2 separate regions of the Sus scrofa genome follow, and region 1 is linked to region 2. A link is a contact called in public Hi-C data. All regions are on one chromosome and are shown on one strand. The core of a region is the stretch at or near the end of the contact, and the rest is flanking DNA. Distances in the headings are between cores, read along the strand shown.

Region 1 (4,930 bases), core at 1,555-4,054, 590 kb after region 2:
TATTTATGCTGACACATGTGTGTAATTATACACACACACTCATCCCTGAGGCTCCTCATGCTGGCATGGCCCCCAGTCTCCCAGACAGGAGGCTCCTGTTGTGTGATTTCCCCTCACAACCACTTTCAAGACCTCGCTGGCCCAACTCCCACAGGTGGCTGGTGGAGTTCCACCTGGCTCAGCCTGTGTGCTGAACAGGCTGTTCTCAAATCTCCTAGCCCCTACCAGAGCTTCAGAGGTGATAACTTTAGCCTGGGAACATGGACCAAGCTCAAGGGCAGGCAAAGATGCTTGGAGGCTGTGATGGTGATGGGAGGGGAGAGGGGAAATTGGCCAACCCTGTAAGAAGCAAGAACTGGAGTTCCCATCATGGCTCAGTGGTTAATGAATCCGACTAAGAACCATGAGGTTGTGGGTTCGATCCCTGACCTTGCTCAGCGGGTTAAGGATCCGGTGTTGCCGTGAGCTGTGGTGTAGGTCGAAGACACAGCTCGGATCCTGCGTTGCTGTGGCTCTGGTATAGGCTGGTGACTGCAGCTCCGATTTGACCCCTAGCCTGGGAACCTCCATATGCCATGGGAGCAGCCCCAGAAAAGGCAAAAAGACAAAAAAAGCAAGAACTATCCTGGGGCAGCAGCAGGCCCCCAAACATAGGGAATCAGACACTGGGTTCTAGTCCCAACCCTCACATTAACTCACTGTGTGACCTCAGGCAAGCCTTTACCCTCTCTGGGCTCCTTCAGTTAAATGAGCTTCTCGCACTGCTGCTCCTAAGACGTTTCCAGCACAAACACTGGGCTTGGTCAGTGAATCTTGCTACTCTCTGTGCTGGGAGCTCCCTCACATCCAATTCTCCCCTGGGAATCTGCCCCCTGCACCTTCAGGGCTGAGGGCCACTGGGGCGGGGAAGCTGGCGAAGTCAGAGCAGAGGCGGGGCCTGACCAGAGAGGCTAACCTGGAGGCCAGAACCAGACTAGGCTTTCCTAGGCCTGAGCAGCGTCTCACGCCCTCCTCCTTAGGAAGGAAGTGCCCTCATGGTGCTTTGGAACCACACTGCACAGCAATTATACCTGGTAACACCAAGGACTTTTTCTTAACTTAAAAAAATTAAACTTCCCACAAGCTCTGAGCACTTTCTACCTTGCTAAATAGTACAATTTGATCTTCCCTATGAAACTGTGGGTCCCACAACTATAGCATCTGCTATTTATCTCAATATTCCCAGGGTCTAGATGCTTCCTGAGATATACTAAGTGTTCAATAAATACTTGTATGTCTTACTGATTCTTATTATAAACGTGATACTCATGCTGTGAAAACGTTCCAACAACACAAAAGATTAAATTTAGTAAGTGGAAAATTTTCCAAACCTCTATTCCAACCTCCCAATAACCATGATTAAGTTTGGCAACACATTTTTTTTTTCATACCAGGGTTTTCAAACTTACACTATCGGCATTTAGGGCCAAGTAATTCTTTGTAGGAGGATCAGCAGCACATCTGGCCTTTTACCCAGGAGATGCCAGTAGCATCCCCTCAGTTGCAATGACCAGAAATCTCTCTGGCCGTCACCAAATATCAGAGGGTGAGGGAAAGCAAAAATCACCCCTGGTTGAGAACTACCTGTTGTATGCATGAGAGAAAGGAAGAGAAAACAAGCAAGAGAACAGGGATAATGATGGGTAAACATAGGTTTAGACAACTATAAACAAATGGTAGAACATAAACTACAGTTCCTGACTCCCGATCTTCCATGGCCCTTGTCTGCACATTTGTTCTTTCCTGCATTCACCAAATATTTGAGTGCTATGTTCTAGGAACTGTGCTCAGATACTAAACCATAACTAAAATTTCCACTGTAACCCCCTTCTTCACATTTTTACCCCCAAAATGAGGGGGAGTGGGAGCGAGTCACACCTAGATTGAAACCGTCACACCTCTCTCTCCCACCAGCACTGAGCAGCCCCCTCCCTGACTCCTGCTCACACACCTACATCTGAGTGGCTGCCACATCAGGCTGGGGAGTTGAGGAAGGGGGGCAGCAAAGGGGAGAGAAAAAGGAAAAGGTGTTGCCTGCAGCCTTGGCCTTCCTGGGGATGGATGCCTGGAGTAAATGCCTTCTAGAAAGACTGGGGCTCTGGGTCCTCCCAAGCCCACCGCACCCAGGTGCAGAAGGGCCTGCAAGAAATCCCTGAGCACTTTGTGAGGCTCCAGCTCCCAGAGGTACTTCATCCCAGTCTTGCTCAATTGGTCTCAGCCTTAGCTGTTTACCTGGGCTGGTCTCCGAGCAGAATCTGTGGCCGCCAGCAAATCAGATAACCGGCACAGCCTCTGGATATTGACTAATTCAAAGATTGCAACTGAGCAAACAGGAGCATGTTAATTTTTAATCTCACTGTGTTGATGGGGGATCAGGCTTGGTCCCTGTCCTATAATCGCTAGTTACTTCATCGGAAGAAGCACACAACCCTTGCCCCATCATAAAAGTCCACACGTCTGGCCTTCTTGGCCCTCGCTGGGTTTTTTAAAGGAGCTCCCACATGGATTTGACTTTAGTCAACAGAGAAGGAAGGAACTTGTGAGTTGGGGAACCTGGATCACCAGTGAGACCCCAGATGAGCCACCTCTAAGGATTAAAGAGGAATTCCCAGTGGAATCAATCCCCTTTGAGGCGTGGGCTTTTGGATGGGGACAGGGCCTTTCCTCTAACAAGAGAGATGTGACCGAGAAAGCACTTCTTCCCAAGGCCCCCAGTTCAGGAGAAGTCGCCGGCTGCCACAGCCACGCCCGGCTCCCTGGAGGCGGCTTATCAGCAGTGACTTCCCCAGAGCACAGGATGCTTCACCACAGGGGCTTTGCACTTTGCACGTCCCTGAGTTCACGTCGTCGTCGTCGTGCCACCCGTGGGAGGTGATTGCCAGCACCCCACAGTGTGGAAAAGGAAACTGAGGGTAGCCGTCCTGCCCAGGATGGCGCAGCTCATGTCCCCACGGAATACGGTCGCTCAGTGCACAGACCTGCCCCAGGTTTTCCTCTTCTTTTTCTTCTTTTGCATTTTGGGACCAAGGTGGCTCTGGTTTGAAAACCATGCTGAATTTTAATGTCACTCAAGAAAAGACACAGAAGCAATTTTTCTTATCTGAGATGGAGCAGATTCTTCGATCTTATGCCATTTGTCTACCCTGTCACTAACGGCAGAGAAAACATTCTAACACTGTCCTTTATGGCCTCAAGCCATTTCTCTGGGGCTGTGGCACTTTTAAAAAAAAATGTGATCAGGGCCTGAGTGAAATTGAATGCTAGTCCAAGACTCACTGAGCAGGGATTCAGTCATTTGGTTGTTGTAAATAATTCACTCCAGAAAAACAACTGGTTGACTACGTGTATATGTGTCGCTCTCTCTCTCTCACCAACTTCAGTTTCATTCATAGATGTGGGCGAGTGACGGAAAAGGAAGGGAAACTTGGTTTGATGTTCAGATACATGAACCACATTCTACAAGCCCCACAGGATCCGAGAACTGGAGGGAAACAAGAGCATCATTGGTAGAGGAAGTTGGGGCTGGTAACCTTTTTTGGGGGTAGGTGGGGCTACTTCTGAGGTTCCTTATGCTTCTTGGTCACCAGAGACCTAACTCTTGGTGTGTCTGGAGAAGGAAAGGGTGAGTTTTGGGATGCTGTCGCCTGCTTGCTTCGCACCTCCATCCACCTGGGGCAGCATCTCTGCGAACATCAGCCTGTGGGACCAGGACTCCCCTCTGGTCACACACGTTTGGGAGATGCTGCCCGTTTTCTCCTACTCTTGGGTCGTTACGACTCACCTCCACATACTGCCTGGAGAACTCCTGGAATCCAGAAAGCCTTATTCACTGTAAAGCCAAGCCCCCATTTATTTTATGATGGTATCAGATAGGATACAGCTGCAAGTGACAGAAACGATGCCTCAAAACTGGGATAAGGCTCGTGATACTTCACAAGACAGACACGTAGCCTCCAGAGCCCACCCTACCTCTCTACCCCAGGTTTTCTACACTGGCAACTCCAGTGTCAGCTTTCTCTTCAGGCCATCGTGAAATGGCAGTTCCAGGCATCCCATTGAGGCCTGATACGAGGCAGAAAGAGACCATTTCTGCAGGAGAAGACATTTTTCCACAAGGCCCCTGGCATCTATTCAGGTCTCCCTGGCCAGAATCAGGTCACATGTCCACACCTGAATCGACCACTGGCAAAAGGAAAGATCTTTCCCTCTGCCCAGTCTCCCTCAGGCTGGAGGTGGGTCAGTTTCCCTGCAGCAGGTGGCTGCATGAAGATGGCATTTGTTTCTGAACAAAACCGGAACTCTTAGTAAAGCAGGAGAAAAGGGTGGGCAGCCCACGGCAGCTTCTTCAAGTGCAGACCCCCTTTCTTTCATACCCAACACCTGTGACAGTTCATTTCCTGTGTCCCCTGGCTGCGCCACGGGGGGCCCAGACATTTGGCATTTGGCCAAACATTACTCTGGGTGTGTCCGGAGGATGTTTCCGGGTGAGAGTAACGTCTGAGTTGGTAGTCTGAGTAAGCAGCTGCGTTCGCCAGTGTGGGTGAGCTCGTCCAATCAACTGAAGCCCTGAATGGGATGACAAGGCCACGTGAAAGTGATCCCCTCCTGCCCGGCTGGTGAGCTGAGTCGTGGGACTTTGCTGGCTTCACACAGAAACACCATTTCTTCTTGAGTCCCAGGCCTGCTGGCTTTCCGACTGGATCATTTACTATTGGCTCTCCTGGGATTTCTCAGCCACCCATTCCTTACAATCTCTTTATTCACACATATTTACTATTGGTTCTTTTTTCTGTGGAGAATCCTGACTTAATGTCTTAATGACTTAATCCACCTTAATGTCCCTTAGGACTTGGCCTCCTTCGTAGACTTTGGAAAATGCTGGAAAGCTTTC
Region 2 (5,010 bases), core at 1,184-3,683:
GATCCTCCCAAATCTCACACAGAGTCAGGATCCCAGTGCAGGTCTCCCCACTTCCCTCCCCAGTGCTCCATGCCCAGCTAAAAAGAATCTCAGTTATTTTCTTCACAAAGAGATGCTAGCTAATACCTCATGCTCTATTCCCTTCACAGTAAATGCCCACACATGAATCATTTCATGTTTTGTCTCCTCCTGTACAGTGCTTTATAGCTCGGCCACTTTAAATATTTTATAAATGGGCTCCCATTCCTTGGGGAAACAGCTGATTCTGGGTCTGGAACGGGGAAGGTAAGATGAGCTTAAACTATCCTGTGCCAGAAAGCAAAGAGATACTCAGGAACTAAGAGGGACTTGTCCAAAAGAGCAGCTCTAAGGGCTCCTGCTAGTGTCTAAAAGAATGATGATGGGATGATGGTAATTTATGAATAAAACAAATAATCTATTGAGCCCATAGTGATCAATAAATAAACAATATGAATATATAAACCAGTAAATAAATAAAGGAAAGGAGAGAACTCTTTTTTTACAGAAGAATGCCAGCTAATTGATGTAGAGAGAAGGATAAACTTAGAAAGCTAACTATTTTACAATTCCCAGCGGAAGAATTGATCCAAGCAAAGATCATCAATTGTTAAGACTGTATTATTAAAGGACATTGGGCATCAGGATATTCGCATAGTACTAAAGGATCACACAGAGATTGCATATTAAACACTAAGGAGCAAAAAATCATCTTTATAGGAGTTCCCATCATGGCTCAGAGATAATGAACCCAACTAGTATCCATGAGGACACAGGTTCATTCCTGGCCTCACTCGGTGGGTTAAGGATCCAGTGTTGCCATGAGCTGTGGTGTAGGTTGAAGACGTGGCTCAGATCCAAAGTTGCTGTGGCTGTGGTGTAGGCTGGCAGCTGTAGCTCCGATTCGACCCCTAGCCTGGGTACATCCATATGCTGTGGGTGCGGCCCTAAAAAAAAAAGGAGAAACCCAGCAGACACCACCTTCATAAGTAATCCAACATATCAAGAGAACTGTTAGAGACCAGCTAACAGCATTTTTTAAAACTTTCCAGCTGATTCCAGCTTCCATCCAGAATTGGGAATACCATCCCAGGGTTTAGGTTTACACGAATATGTATTTATATGTACATATGCATTCCTAAAGTTGTGGTAAACAAATAAGCAAGCCATCCTTATGATTGGTCTCAGAATTTTGAGTGTTAAAGGCTCTGCCTTTACTAAGACTATGGGAAAAATAGATCAGATATATAATTCATTCACTCAACAAAGGTTTACCCAGTCTGTTTCTAAGGGCCCACCTGACAGGACACAGTTCCTGGACTGCTGCAGAAAGTAGCCTCACTTATGTAATATTCTTACCAGAAATGTTTAACCTGAATCCAATCATGAGGCAACATTCAGACAAATCTACAATGTCAGACAGTCAACAAGACCACTAGCTTGGGCTCTTCAAAAATGTCAGTGACTTAACCAAACAGAAAAAGAAGTGGGGGATTGTTCTAGATTAAAAGCAGATAGAACAATCCAACAAAATGTGAGAACTTTGGCTGGATCCTGTAATTTAAAGAACAAAAGCCATAAAATACATTCTAGGACCAATTAAAGAAATCTGAATATGGGCTGTATTTTAGACACTATATTTAACTTAAAGATAGTTTTCTTTTTTTTGGCTTTTGTCTCTTTAGGGCTGCATCCACAGCTTATGGATGTTCCCAGGCTAGGGGTCGAATCAGAGCTGCAGCCACCGGCTACGCCACAGCCACAGCAACGCCAGATCCGAGCCACGTCTTCAACTCACACCACAGGTCATGGCAACGCCAGATCCCTAATCCACTGAGTGAGGCCAGGGATAGAAACCACATCCTCATGGATGCTAGTCGGGTTCTCTAACCACTGAGCCACAACGGGAACTCCCAAAGATGGCTTTCTTATGCATAATAATGATTTTGAGGTAATGGAGGAGGATGTCCTTATTCTTAGTGGATACATTCTGAATTATTTAGGGGTGAGATGTCATGATACCTGCTTTTGAATGGTTCAGCAAAAAATGTTTGTTTGTGTGGGGGAGGGTACAAAGAGCACAGCTGTAAAATATTGACAGTAGGCTCTAGGTGAAGAGTATGCAGGTGCTCATTGTACTATTTCAGTCTTTCTACCCCTTTCAAAACTTAAGTAAATTAATAAAACCTCTTAGTAAAATAGGAACCATAAGACATAAGCTCCATGAAGCAAAGGATATTTGTCTGGTGTACCCCAAGCTCTTACAGCAGCCCCTGGCACACAGTAGACACTTAATAAACACTATTTAATGAAGAACAAACCAAAACAAAAACGGTGGCCCCAGCTTGGGGTCAGAGGGTGGGGTGGAAGCCAGAGGGCAGCATGTCTGCCGGGTGGCATCCTCCTGTGGGCGTGGCTCTGAGCTCCCTGAGGAGCTCCCGCACTGGCCGTTCCTGCCACCAGCTGGGCAGAAGGGTGGGGGAAAGGAGTCATTCAGCCAGACCTGCTTTCTTACCACGCTCCACGGTCCAACTGGAGATGGCAAGGAGATATTTCCAAATGAGAGTATTAAGAGATAGGTACCCATCAGCACACACGGGTACAGCCACCCCATGGACTCAGGGGAAAACTGGAATATTTGTCAAACCTCCTGGATCAAAAGCTCCAATTAGACCCTAGGACAAATGGGGAAATCCAAAGTCTTACATTAATACAACAGCTGATTTCTTTTTTTCATTTTATCTCCTGTAGGCTGCCCAAACAATACGGGGGCTGGGGGTGGGGAGGGGTGTGTTGTTTTGTTTGTTTTTCTTCCTCACTTGCAGCATGCAAAAGTTTCCAGTCCAGGGATGGAACCTAAGCCACAGCAGTGACAATGCTGTGTCCTTAACTGCTAAGCCACTAGGTAGGGAACTCTCTGTTTTTAAAAAAATGAGTTTTCTAAGATTCTAGCAGTTGATGGCTTGCCACTTCATTTCCAAATTCTGAGGCTAGGGAAATGTATGTATTAAGAAATGATGAAATATGAAATCAAACAACTCCCTGGAGGAGTTGGTGGTAAGGGACTTGGATGTGTGATGTTGATTCTGCAGAAGGCCAGCCAGCTAAAAGTGTCCTTCTATTATCCTTTCTTTCTTTTTTGGGGGAAGGGGGGTTTTAGGGCTGCACCCATGGCATACGTAAGTTCCCAGGCTAAGGGTTGAATCTACAGCCACCAGCCTATGTCACAGCCACAGCAATGCCAGATCTGAGCCACATCTCTGACCTACACCATAGCTCACAGCAATGCTGGATCCTTAACCCACTGAGCAAGGCTAGGAATCAAACCCGCATCCTCATGGATCCTAGTCAGGTTCAGATTCATTAACCACTGAGCCACAAAGAGAACTCCCTTCATTAACCGCTGAGCCTCGAAGGGAACTATCCTCTTTTTCTGTTTCTCCTTCTCTTCTTTCTTCTATCTTTTTGTCACCTTTCTTTCCTCCCTTCCTCCCTCCCCTCCTTTCCTTCTTTTCTTCCTTCCTCCTTTCCCCTTTCTGTCTTTATTTTCCCTTTCTCTTAAAAAATCACCTGCAGCTCAGGCTGACCCCAGCCTCCACCTCCCGCACCTCCTGTCAGTGGGGCCATGTCCCTCCTAACAGTAACTGTTGGAGAAAGAGCTTCAGACCCTTTTAACTCAGAAAATCCCACCAGGCCTGTCATCTCTTTCCTGTGTAGACCTGCAAGGGAGGTGCTCTTACCTCCCTGCTTAGAAGGCGGCTGGCAATGCTTTCTGAACTGGATTCACATGAGAAAGGGAAGAGCCTGTTTGGAAGAACAGCCCCGTTAGCTGCCAACACAAGCAGATCTTTTAGAGAGAGGAGGGAGATTGTAACCCCTCCAAGATCTTTGCTCCCCTTCAGAGCCCAGGCGCTCAGGTTTCACAAAGGAATTTATAGAGCCGACTGACGCCTCTGGGCTTGGAATGGGCTCAGAACTGAGAGGAGAGCGTGAAGAGGGACAGGCACCCCTCTCTGCTTTGTGTGGGCTGGGATTGTTTACCAGGGCATGCAAACGTCCTGTCACTGAAAAGGAATGTTTGGCAAGGAAATGACCTCTGGAGGCTCAACCCGGTGGCTCCCTGGGGAGTCAGTTTGGGTGAGTAACAGGATCAGAACCACCGACCTGGACCAAGTCCCCTGGGCCTGGCAGAGGAGGGGGCTGGGATCCCAGGAGCTTTGTGATGTTTAAAGCACCTCCTGCCTTCAAAGGACAGCTGTCCCCTTGGCAAATTAAGTTTTGCAAAAGAAGGAAAAGAAAAAAACATTGAGAGGTGAGAAATCATATTGAAAAATGAAAAATATATCCTGCTGCGCCACTTAGCTCAGAGCTGGTGTCCCAGGTCCTTTCACAACCATGTTTAGGGGACCGAGATGGTGTTGCTCTGGTTGCTGACATTTACACTTGGGTGAAATGAAGAGAGATGATGTCCTTCCTTATTTGGTGGCTCTGGAAGCCACATTCCCTCCTCATCTCTCTTCCCATAAGACCCTGGCCCTGGTCAACTGAAGCCCAAGCTGTTCGGCAGCCCCCACCCTTGGCACTTCCTTATCTCAGCGTCTTCACTGTGGAATTCCCAGGCCCACCCCAGTGCTCCGGATGTGCTTCAATCCATGGCCTGCCACTTGGCTCCTCTTGTGATGACAAGCAGATAACATAGCTCACATACCTTCTCCTTTTCCTGCATACCAGCCGGACTCCAGCTCCGAAAAGGAAGCACACCACAAACCGAGAAAGATGGAGTTTTTATTTTTATATGGACATCGTTCAGACTCAGCAGTAAACATAGAATTGTGGAAAGTGTTGCTCAGTTAATCTCCTCCGTCACCCCGGGATTTTTTTACAGATGAGGAAATTAGTAGGTACAGAGGTTAATTGAATATCTACAGTCACATAACAAATGTGTGTGCATGTGTGCGTGTTGGGGGTGAGGGGCAAATTCAAACCCAAAGC

Evidence for each region. Hi-C and Micro-C count contacts between places; a contact is called where the count stands out from the background.
Region 1: a contact with region 2 is called in a Hi-C map of liver, with 8 times the contacts expected there. The contact joins two enhancer-like sites. A contact is called at or near these places in 1 of 47 Hi-C or Micro-C datasets (liver) and 1 of 2 datasets of contacts at active chromatin or transcription factors (skeletal muscle).

The regions. Positions count from the first base shown.
Region 1 is chr14:103,207,102-103,212,031 of Sscrofa11.1, forward strand. No RefSeq gene overlaps it. Among named protein-coding and RNA genes, the nearest start is that of PPP1R3C, 69 kb to the right of the region's middle. Within about 2 kb of position 2,805, at least 15 of the 83 cell types and tissues checked have an H3K27ac peak or open chromatin away from gene starts, as enhancers often do. A contact at or near this core is called in liver, where this site is marked.
Region 2 is chr14:102,620,343-102,625,352 of Sscrofa11.1, forward strand. No RefSeq gene overlaps it. Among named protein-coding and RNA genes, the nearest start is that of ANKRD1, 10 kb to the left of the region's middle. Within about 2 kb of position 2,434, at least 8 of the 83 cell types and tissues checked have an H3K27ac peak or open chromatin away from gene starts, as enhancers often do. A contact at or near this core is called in liver, where this site is marked.